Linked DNA regions of Capsicum annuum: region 1 is linked to region 2. Evidence: chromatin contacts called from public Hi-C data. All regions are on one chromosome and are shown on one strand. The core of a region is the stretch at or near the end of the contact, and the rest is flanking DNA. Distances in the headings are between cores, read along the strand shown. Region 1 has its middle 5.0 kb from the start of LOC107870942. Region 2 holds the start of LOC107870967 (lysine-specific demethylase JMJ706).

The links. A called contact is a pair of places that touch in the nucleus more often than the background predicts.
Region 1: a contact with region 2 is called in a Hi-C map of placenta, with 2.7 times the contacts expected there. The contact joins the enhancer-like site here to the promoter of LOC107870967 in region 2. A contact is called at or near these places in 3 of 5 Hi-C or Micro-C datasets (bud, leaf and placenta).

What each region holds. Positions count from the first base shown.
Region 1 is chr1:19,782,409-19,787,682 of UCD10Xv1.1, reverse strand. No RefSeq gene overlaps it. Among protein-coding and RNA genes, the nearest start is that of LOC107870942, 5.0 kb to the left of the region's middle. Within about 2 kb of position 1,987, at least 1 of the 5 cell types and tissues checked has an H3K27ac peak or open chromatin away from gene starts, as enhancers often do.
Region 2 is chr1:19,689,646-19,694,903 of UCD10Xv1.1, reverse strand. It overlaps LOC107870967 (lysine-specific demethylase JMJ706), which reads left to right and starts at 1,302. Exons shown (of 11, transcript XM_016717697.2): 1 at 1,302-1,806; 2 at 3,247-3,625; 3 at 3,779-3,935; 4 at 4,011-4,230; 5 at 4,539-4,592; 6 at 4,686-4,765; 7 at 4,840-5,117. The coding sequence starts at 1,804.

The sequences.
Region 1 (5,274 bases), core at 738-3,237, 92 kb before region 2:
TAATTGGTTAAAACTATCAATTAACCCTTCATTAAAAAATAATAAGTTGGGCTATTACATAAAGTTGTTGTCATATGATCAGGAAGTCACGAGTTCAAGCATTGAAAATAGGCTATGACAGAAACAAAATGTAAGACTGCGTACAATAGATCCTATGATCGGGTTCTTTCCTAGACCCTGCGCATAGCGAAAACCTTAATGCAATAGGCTTCTCTTTTTTTTTTTTTCTAAAAATGATATTTGACGTAAAAACTTCAAATACAACTTAAGAAGTATTTCGAAATGATGAAAAGTGAAAACTAGTCTCTTAACTTCAACTTAAAATCCAAAAAATTCTTTCCAAAAGTCAAAAAACTCTTTTCAAATAGATATGATCAAATACAACTTCAACTTCAATCAAAAAAATATATATATGATTTTCACAATCAAACGCCTTCAAAATTGAGTAAACAACATAAATCCCAAATGTTTGCTAGCTAATTACCTTCTCTCCCAGATTTGTTATTTAATTTTTTTTTCTCTCTGTCGGATTATAAATGTTCATATACATTCTTCCGCGTTATTATACATTATAACCTATGTATATGAGTTTAACCGTATTAACGATTTTTAAGAAAATAAATCAATCTAATAATTGTCCAAGATTGTACCTTATTAATGAATAATTAATGAATTCCTTAATTATGTAAATTTTTTCAAAAAAATATACTCTTAAAAGGAAATTTACCACATAAATCACCTAAAAAATTTTAGAACCAAAGAAAAAAGACCCTAATGAAATAAAGAGACATAAAAAATTAAAACGAAAAAAAAGGTTCATGTAAAGAAAACATGACAATATTAATGTATAAAAACATATTCTTATACATAATATGCTTATGTATAATGTAAATATGGTGAAACATAACTGCAGTAATGTATAAGGTACACCTAGTAAACGATATACTTATATATAACATGCCTAAGTATAAGGTGAAACATAACTGTAGGAAAAATCTGGAAAAGGGATCAAACCATATAAATTGCATAACACAAATAACCCTTATACATAACTCTTACACGTATAAGATGAAAATTCTTCAAGCCATATGCGTACCATTGATAAACGTTATACATAATCTTGCATGTATATAATAGCAGAATGAGTTAACCATATACATTGCATATCAATGTATATGGAGTAGAAATTACAACAGATCTCTCAAAAAAAAATGTGGCTTTACCCTTATACATAACATAGCTATGTATAACAATGTATAAGAGTGCATAAAATTGAGAAAAAAAAATACAAATTAAAAATCAAATTACAAAATCTTTGAAAATCAAGGTCGTCCTGATTTTGAGAATTAAGCACATGCAACAAAGAAACAGTAGATTTTTTAAGAAGGTGATGAAAAAAGAATAAACAAACTGCCAAATATCTTAAAGTTGAAAAAAAAAACTCAAAAATAAATTGAAGAAAAAAATAAACAAAGCTCGGACCGGAATATGATTATAATGCTGAGATTTTTTGAGAATTACACACATGCAACAATGAAAATCATTTTTTTTTTATTTGGTAAAATTGAAAAAAATAAAAAAATAAATAAAACTCAAATGTAATTGAAGAAGATGATGAAGTTGAGCAATTTGATCAGTTAATGTTTGAATTTTGAAATCTTAAAACCGTCAAATAATGATTACTTAATTTTAGGCATATATTAAGGAGCATTAGTCGATTTAAAAAGAATGTTTTGATATGTATGACGATTTTAGAGAGAGAAAGTATAAAAGATGGGATATTTATTAGTTTGGGATACTTGTAATTAGTTTTGCTATATGGAATATTATGTAATAACTATAACTTAAATTGTATATTTATGTAATTTTCCTATCAAATTTCTCTATTTGATTTGATTCTTCAATATTTCTTGAACGGACATAAAGAGAACTTGGGCCAAAAATTTTTTTTTGGTATAGGCTTACTTTTAACTTGGGCCGTGTAGGCAAACATTCTGTCCAAGACTATTGTTTGAGAACAGCAAGTGCCAAAAAAATTGAGTGTGTTTTAGATCTCTCTTCTTAATTTGTTTTCTTTAATTAATTTCATAAGACATTTATTATCTACACTAACATAGATACCGAGTAACTCTAAATATGATAAGCCTATTTTAGAGCATGAGATGATGTTAGTACAAAAGGGAACAAAATGTAGGTTTCAAATTTATTTTGTTTCCCACCCAATATTCGATATTTATTCAAATTTACATCAGTTCCAAATTAGGGATAAATAATATATACATCAATATTTGCTTTATTTTAAATTTTCTTCACGCACTACTTATACCCATTGGATTTAGATTGGTGCATGGAAAAGTAAAAGTATTGGGATATGAATTTCTGCTTTCTACTTTTTGAGTTGATCTCTGAAAAACAGTACACTATCTTCTCCACCTGACACGTAATAAAACTAAAAAGTTTGAGCCCATTAACTCTGCTAAAAAAGTGATTGGGCTCTCTACTTTATTCACTGCATTCTGCTAGTTTGGTTAAATTATGTACTACATCTGTTTAAAATTTGTAAAACTTAAATAAATTTCAAAAATTCTATCCCTAATTATTCTTTATTCCCACTTTTTATTAAATTATAAATAATTTATCATTTTTGCAATTTTTGAAGACAAAATAAGTATCCCAATACATAATTTTGAGGTGAGATACATAATTTGTAACTTAAGAATGTAATAGTTAATTACTCCATTTTTATTCGAATACATAATTAATATCCGGATACATAATTTTGAAGTTGAAATACATGATTTGATTACTGAAATACATTTATTTTTTATACTATTTGGTCGAGTACATAATACATTAACTTGACCAAAGGGAGATACATAATTATTTATCTAAAAATTTATGGGTTTGTGAACGTATTCGGCTGCTTTTTAAAAAAATTAAAATTATGTAATTAATAAAAAAACAGTAAGTTTATGTAGTTTAGTAAAAATAAATTATGATATTATGTAATTTTTCCAGATAATTTTGTAGAACTTTTAAAAATTTATAATAATTCAAATTCATTTAACAATTCAAACTAAAGTTTTAGTAACAAAGAGAAAGCACATAGAAGGTAACAAAACTAAGCTGGTTTTACCGAACTCTTAAGATCAACTTACTGTGAAAAATGCAATTGGTGTTTGGCAAAAGCATTTGAAAAGTAATTTTGAGCAATAATTAGTATTTGTTCTAACTTCTTAAAAGTATTTTTAAATGTATTTTTTTAAAAGTATTTTTCAAATAAATTTTTTTTTTAGGAAGAAACTACTTTTTTTAGCTTCTATTATTTACTTACTATTTTCTCTAAATAATCTTGGTCAAATACCTCACTTATTAAAAATAGAGAAAAATACATATGTTAACATACTTAAGTACTTAATTACAAAAAATAGTAATATTTTTTCCTAATTACATTCTATAACGTATGTAGCATTATTTTAAGTGAGCCCTATTTTTTGCCGCCTAAATTTTTTACTGTGCTAAAATCCCCCTTTTCACTGCTCCTACTTTATCTTTCCTTAATTTGATTTTTTTTTTTTTCTATTTTTCCGCCATTAATCATCACTTTCTCCTCAATTTTATTGTCTTTTGCACGATTCTTGCACGATCTGTGATAAGGATTTGCTTCTCATATTTCAGGTAATTATTAATCACATTTTGCATGTGAGCATTTTATTTTTTTTCCTACTTTAATTCATCGAAAAATTAATGTTTAAGGGTTTTGTGTTTTAATGGATGAACACACTACAAAAACACCTACAAACAGTGGTATAAGGAATATGAAATTAGTGTCTGATGCACCATCTTTTAGTCTTGGGTTAACTCAAGAAGATTTAGTTACTGTTGTTTCAAATCCTTTATAGTTGAAGAAATCTGGAAGATCGAAAGAGATTAGGTCGAAGTTTCGCAACGACAAAGTGAAGATGACGGAAATTTAAAAAAAAGGGTTGAAGAAAACTCCTTCTCCAAATGAGCAAGAAACTAAAAAACAGCACGAGAAGAAAAGGAAATCTAAAGAAATTGAAGACGATGTTGCCAAATCTTATGATGAATCTGAAGAAGAAAGTGAGGAAGAGGTAAATTTTTTGTTTGTAAATATTTTTTTTTTGTTTGTGTTCAAGTAATTATGTATTTTCTGTTATGATGATATATAGGGATTATGTGAAAATATATTGTTGAATTAACTACTCATGAATAGTATTTGGATATATATATTTCTAGTATAGTTGATATGTATTTTTATTATATTTGATATGTATTTTTAGTACAGCTGAATAATTTTGACCTATATGTATTTTTAGTATAGTTGATATGCATTTTTGAGTATTTGTATTTTTCAGTGTTTGTTGTATTTTTGATATGGTCAAAATACATATGCATTAGTTTAACTACCATAACAGTCTATTGTCTATATGCATGTTTAGTAAATTTGATATGTATTTTTCAATGTTGGTTGCAGTTATGATTTGATCAAAATACATATGTATTTTAATCATTTGAAATATATATGCATGTTATATGTTTTTTTTGTTTGATTGAATTTTGTTTACAGATTAAGAAGTGGTAGTTTTACTTTGCATAGGTGATGCGGCACGAAATATTCCTTGTCAAAAAACTTTCAAGATTTGCACCGCACATGTGCTCGTACAATGACAATGATATTTATGAAAGAATACGCGCAATTTTAAATAAGGAACAGTTTAAAAACTTTTGCGACAATAACATTTTTGATTATTTTATGAAGAAGAAGCAGTGTGTAGTGCAAGCACAGTTGTGCAAATGCGTTATGACGCTTGAGGTGAAGGGTAGTTCTTCTTCTGGGATTCTGATCTGTGCTAATGGCACCTCACTTAGTTTTACTCCCAAGGAATTTGCTATCATAACTAGATTGAATTGTGTGTCTAATAGGTATGACTTTATTTTGTATGAGGGTGTAACAAATAGAATGATTAAAAAGTATTTCAATGGGGCAGAAATTATACAAAAAAGACAACTATTTCTAGCATTCACGAAGAAAGTATGACGGGAGAACAATGATGAGGATGCTGAGAAATTTACAATTCTGTATTTCTTGCATTCATTTGTGTTATCTAACATTGACACTGTTGTTATACCCCGTTTTCATTTCGATTTGGCAGATAGTGGTAGATATAAGAATTTTTCATGGGGTTCTTTATCTTTTGAAGATCTAGCCAGAAGTTTGAACAACCGGTTGAAAGCTGGGGGCAAATTTTA
Region 2 (5,258 bases), core at 53-2,552:
TAAAATAAAAAAATAGTTAAATACTTTAATTTTCAAGCAAAACTTCAAAACTTTAAGTTTCAACATTAAATCCTTGACCTGCCACTGCTCTCGGGCTTCTTCATGATTACTTTCTCATACTTAAGACTCCTTAGTTAAAATTCTACCCGGCACTAAGGAGAGTTCTGTCTTTTACCATGGAAAATGTATTAACTAACGAAAAGTTAGGTTAAACTGCTATTAATACGTGTGAATATGTTAACTGTTATGGACATGGACCTTTGATTTCACATCTAAACGCGGAAGTATAAATCCCTGCCGTCCATACAGTAATTTAGAAGTAGTCCACGAAGTTCTTTCGGTGTACTGTAGACCACCCGATTACTTTTCTCCCTCTTCTTTGCACTTTCCAACTTTAATTTATTGTAAAAAAATATTCCACAAAATATAAATTTCTTGTTTAACTAAAATTTTACCATTCCACTTCTAACAAAACTCTACCACAAGCTTTTTGCCTCAGTAGAATTTGAATACGTATCATGCACGTAATTTAAGCATCAATTATAAAGTTTTTATTACCAGATTAAATTAAAATCATAAAATATGTTTTTGGAACATAATTTCTTAAAATGACAAAAATATGTTAGCGTGACACGAAAAATTTCATCATACAATTTATTAGTATTTCTAGAATGCAGTCTTTTCTTTTATGTAGTTGTAATGGAATCCTTTTTAGCTTTCCTATATTAAAATGTTGCATTCCAAAATAAAATTTGAAGTGTAGTTGGAGTTGAGAGAAATAAAAATCTAAGTAAATCAATTAAACATCATCTAATCTAAGTAAATCAATTCAATATCATCCTACCTACTTTGGAAAAATTGTGAAACAATAGTACTTCCTTACCTTGCAATTTTTACATCTTCTCTTTATAGTCCTAAAAAAAAAAAGCTTTCCTTTGTTGAAAAATCTTCGGTTATAACTTTTTACCTGATATATTTAAATCTTTTTATATATGTCATGTTTGTCACTACAACAATCTAAAAGTATTTATTTCGTAAGTTTTTAAAGCTTATTATATAAAATTAAATTATTAAAATCAGACAAATAATTCGAAACGAAAGTGTAAATTAGACTAGGGGTATAATTGGAAAAGCACGTGTCTGTAACTGTGCAAAAAACGGGGCGTTTGAAGGACGGCTGGCGTTTGGTTGAACGAACCTAACAACCACCACTTTCCTTCACACTTCTTTGCTTTTACCCGTAAACTACTTATTACAATAATTATTATAATTATAATAATAGTAATTATTATTATTAGTTCTAAAGAAAAAACAGATGTATTTCCAGCTATTGCCCTATATATAAAACTATAAATTATCCTCTCTTTTCTCTTTTTCCGTTTTTGTAAAAGCCATTACTTCTGGATTTCCATTTACTGTTCCCCTTTCCTTCTCTCTCTCCTCTTTTCTCTCTCTCTACTCGACGGAAAATCTCTTCATCTCGCCGGCAAACCACTTTTCCGTTCACCGGTGAATAACAAACTTGGCGGATAATTCAACCGCACTCGCTCTTCGGATGGCGTTTTCGAGTAACTGAGTTAACTCGGTTGGTGTAATCGCTCTGATCTCCGAGTTTGTCTCGTTTTGTGCAGTGTTAAGGGAATGTGGCGAGTCTAAGGCTGTTTTTCTGTCTTATTTCGCCCTAGATCCTGATCTAGGGCTTAACTGACGGTCATATTGTTGTTTTTGGCTATTGTTTTGGTTATATTTTTTCTCCAAAAGTAAATAAAGACGAAGAACTGTAAGGAAAAGCTTCGTAATGAGATGGTATGTTATTAGTCGGATGTGTTTTTGTATTTTTTTTGTAACATTTATGAGTTCTGAATGTATTTTTTTTGTACCTTGCGTGGAAGTTTGGATCTCAAGTATTCTTAAGATTTCAGTGAAAATTGAAGGATTTTGAAGGATGTTTCGTTTTTAATTTGCATTATTTGTAATTTCACATATTGAAATGAGTACTTGTTCATATTATTTATTTAGAGAAAATTGAATAAATGTTTACTATTTTTAAATTAGACTTTTGAGTGTTCACCAAATTTCTTCCTATTTCTGTTGAAAAATCTTCTAAAATTCTGTTTTGCATTGCAGAGATTTTATTTCTGTTTGCTTCAGATCTTATTACTTACATTTATGAGCCGTTTATAGAGATATCTGTTTATGGATTAGCCTAATTTCAAGAATAATAACTGTCTGGTTTTGGTAGTTTATGCTTCTTTATACTTTTCTCCCTCGTTTATTACTGTTGCAGATTTTTTTTTGACGAAATATAGTTGAACCTATGATTTTGGTCCGAAATTTGAATTCTTTCCAGATGTCAAAATTTTGAGATAAATTAAATTTGTCAACTATCTTCTTAATATAGTTTTACTTTTATCTGTGTTTACACCTGTTTTTTTCTTTGTTTTGGGGAATTGGTAGTGTTCACACTTGTAATCTCTTTTTCATAATTTGTACGGATAATTTTGTATGAGTCAACTTTTTGATGTCTGTTTGGGTTAATAATTAGTGCTCTGACGTTTTTATATACTTGTGTATTTCTTTTGTATCTGTGTGTAATCGCTCTCTGTTGGTTAATGTAATTGCAAGCTTTGGAAGGCCCGGGGAGCCCCATGACTTCTTCATTTCCGTTATTTCTTTTCTATACTGCTTTGGACTGTTTTTTCATTGAGCTGAGGGTCTATAGGAAATGACCTCTCTACCGAGGTAGGTCTTAAGACCCTTTCAGACCCCACTTTGTGGGATTACACCGGAAATGTTGTTGTAGCAGGCCATGGAATGGCTAGTTACATCTCATTATGGAAATGACTGAGGAAAATCCACCTGGTTGAGGCCCGAGGGCTTGTGGGTGCTGGTTTCTCTGAATAAACATGTCTTGGGGTTAATAATAATTGAATTACCATATATTGTTGTTATGGTCGTATTCTTTTGTTGTTGTATCGTGGGTTTGTCTTTGTCTTAAAACATTTATTACTTTACTAGTCAAGATTAAAGCTTCGAATGATTGGCTGTCTGTTCTGATTTCTAGATAAAAGCTTCTGTTTGGTTTGGCCCTGATATAGGACTTTTTTTCTTACAGCTGATTATAACTTTTATTCCACAATGGAGCTGTGTGATAATGTTTTTGCTTGTCTGCAGCTATGGTTTAGTGTTTGTGATACGGTTTGGTTTGCATTTTCTACCTTATTGAGCTTAGTTTCATTATGGCAGGTGGAAGGGAGAGTTTGCATGTCGAGAGAGGCTAAATTGGAATTTTTGAAGCGAAAGAGGCTTCAACGAATGAAGACAGAATCTTTGAATGATCCCGCTTGTGTCAGCAATATGCTGAATAGAAGTGGAGGAGATGCCCTAAGATCTCCTGCTTCATGTGGTGTGAGAATCCAGGTCAATACTGATTCATATCCAGGATCTGGGGCTTCTTTTACTGGAAAAGATGTTTTCTCGAAGCACAAGGTAGCAAAGTTTGACTCCTCCAATCTGGACTGGATTGATAAAATTCCAGAATGTCCAGTTTACTATCCAAATAAAGAGGAGTTTGAGGATCCTCTTGTTTATCTCCAGAAGTTAGCTCCTGAAGCTTCTAAATATGGTTAGACTCCAGCTATTCTTGCAATTTACTGACCGTAAATTATATATGCGACTTTTATGGCTTGTGTTGTTTGTTTCCTACAGGCGAGTTATGGTGCTTCCTGTGTCTTAATTGTGACTGATAAGAGCTGTTACTTTATTTTAAATGTAACAGGTATATGCAAAATTGTTGCCCCTATAACAGCTTCTGTTCCTGCTGGAATTGTCTTGATGAAAGAGAAGGCTGGCTTTAAATTTTCTACTAGGGTACAGCCACTTCGCCTAGCTGAATGGGACACAGACGACAAGGTCACCTTTTTCATGAGTGGAAGGTTTGTTTTTCATTTATCTTTGGTGCTGCTGTTGGTTATTATATGCCACTTTTTTTGACTAGTGTTATCTTTCAGGAACTATTCATTTCGAGATTTCGAGAAAATGGCGAACAAGGTATTTTCTCGTCGATATTATAGTGCTGGATGCCTTCCTCCTACATACTTGGAAAAAGAATTTTGGCATGAAATAGCTTGTGGAAAGACTGATAGTGTGGAATATGCCTGTGATGTTGATGGTAGTGCGTTTTCTACTTCTCCTAATGATCAGCTCGGAAAAAGCAAATGGAATTTGAAGGTGTGAGCTCATTAACAAGTTTTTTGGTCTTTTTCCCTCTCTTTCCATTTTGGATATCATTTCGAATTGTTGTATTAAACTGTCAATTTGTGTGCCATTAGGTGCACGTTGACTCTCTTGCCATGTTTTGGAGATATCTGTCTCTTAAGTCTTCTTTGCAGGCTAATAATGGATCGCCTATTTCATTTCTTGCTTTGTTTTTCTAGAGCACAACTCTCCTCCTCCCTAAGGAGGTCAGTTGGTGGCCTTTTTGTTTTGATTAACTACTTATCAAGATCTAATCATTTTCTCTACTTTGTGTTTTTCAGGGTCTTTCTCGATTGCCTAAATCAGTATTACGACTTCTTGAAAAAACGATCCCGGTACATTGATTATCTTATCCAATCTTCTATTGGAAATATGAACAAACAGAAAATGTGTTTCAGTCTGATTGATACACAATTATTAATTTCCAGGGAGTTACTGAACCTATGCTGTATATTGGAATGCTATTTAGTATGTTCGCTTGGCACGTGGAAGACCACTACTTATATAGGTATGTGTTCTATGATTTAAACCATGGTAGTCCTTGTTATTTCAGGGGCTGATCATCTTTTTGTCTGTCTGTAGTATCAATTATCAGCACTGCGGGGCTGCAAAAACGTGGTATGGTATTCCAGGTCATGCAGCACTTGACTTCGAGAAGGTTGTCCGGGAGCATGTTTATACCAATGATATCTTATCAGCTGAGGGAGAGGATGGAGCTTTTGATGTGCTTTTGGGGAAGACAACATTGTTTCCTCCTAATATTTTGTCAGAGCATGGCGTACCTGTGTATAAAGCTGTTCAAAAACCTGGGGAATTCGTGGTAACTTTTCCTAGAGCGTATCATGCAGGATTTAGTCATGGTAAGAGTTTGCCTTCAGTTAACCCCAGAAAACAAGGTCTATTTTTTCCTGATTTTAGTCCAAGAAAACATGTGCGTGGAATCTGCTTATCAGACATCCCAAACAAATAATTATCTCATCCTCCATTATTTTATGCTTGAA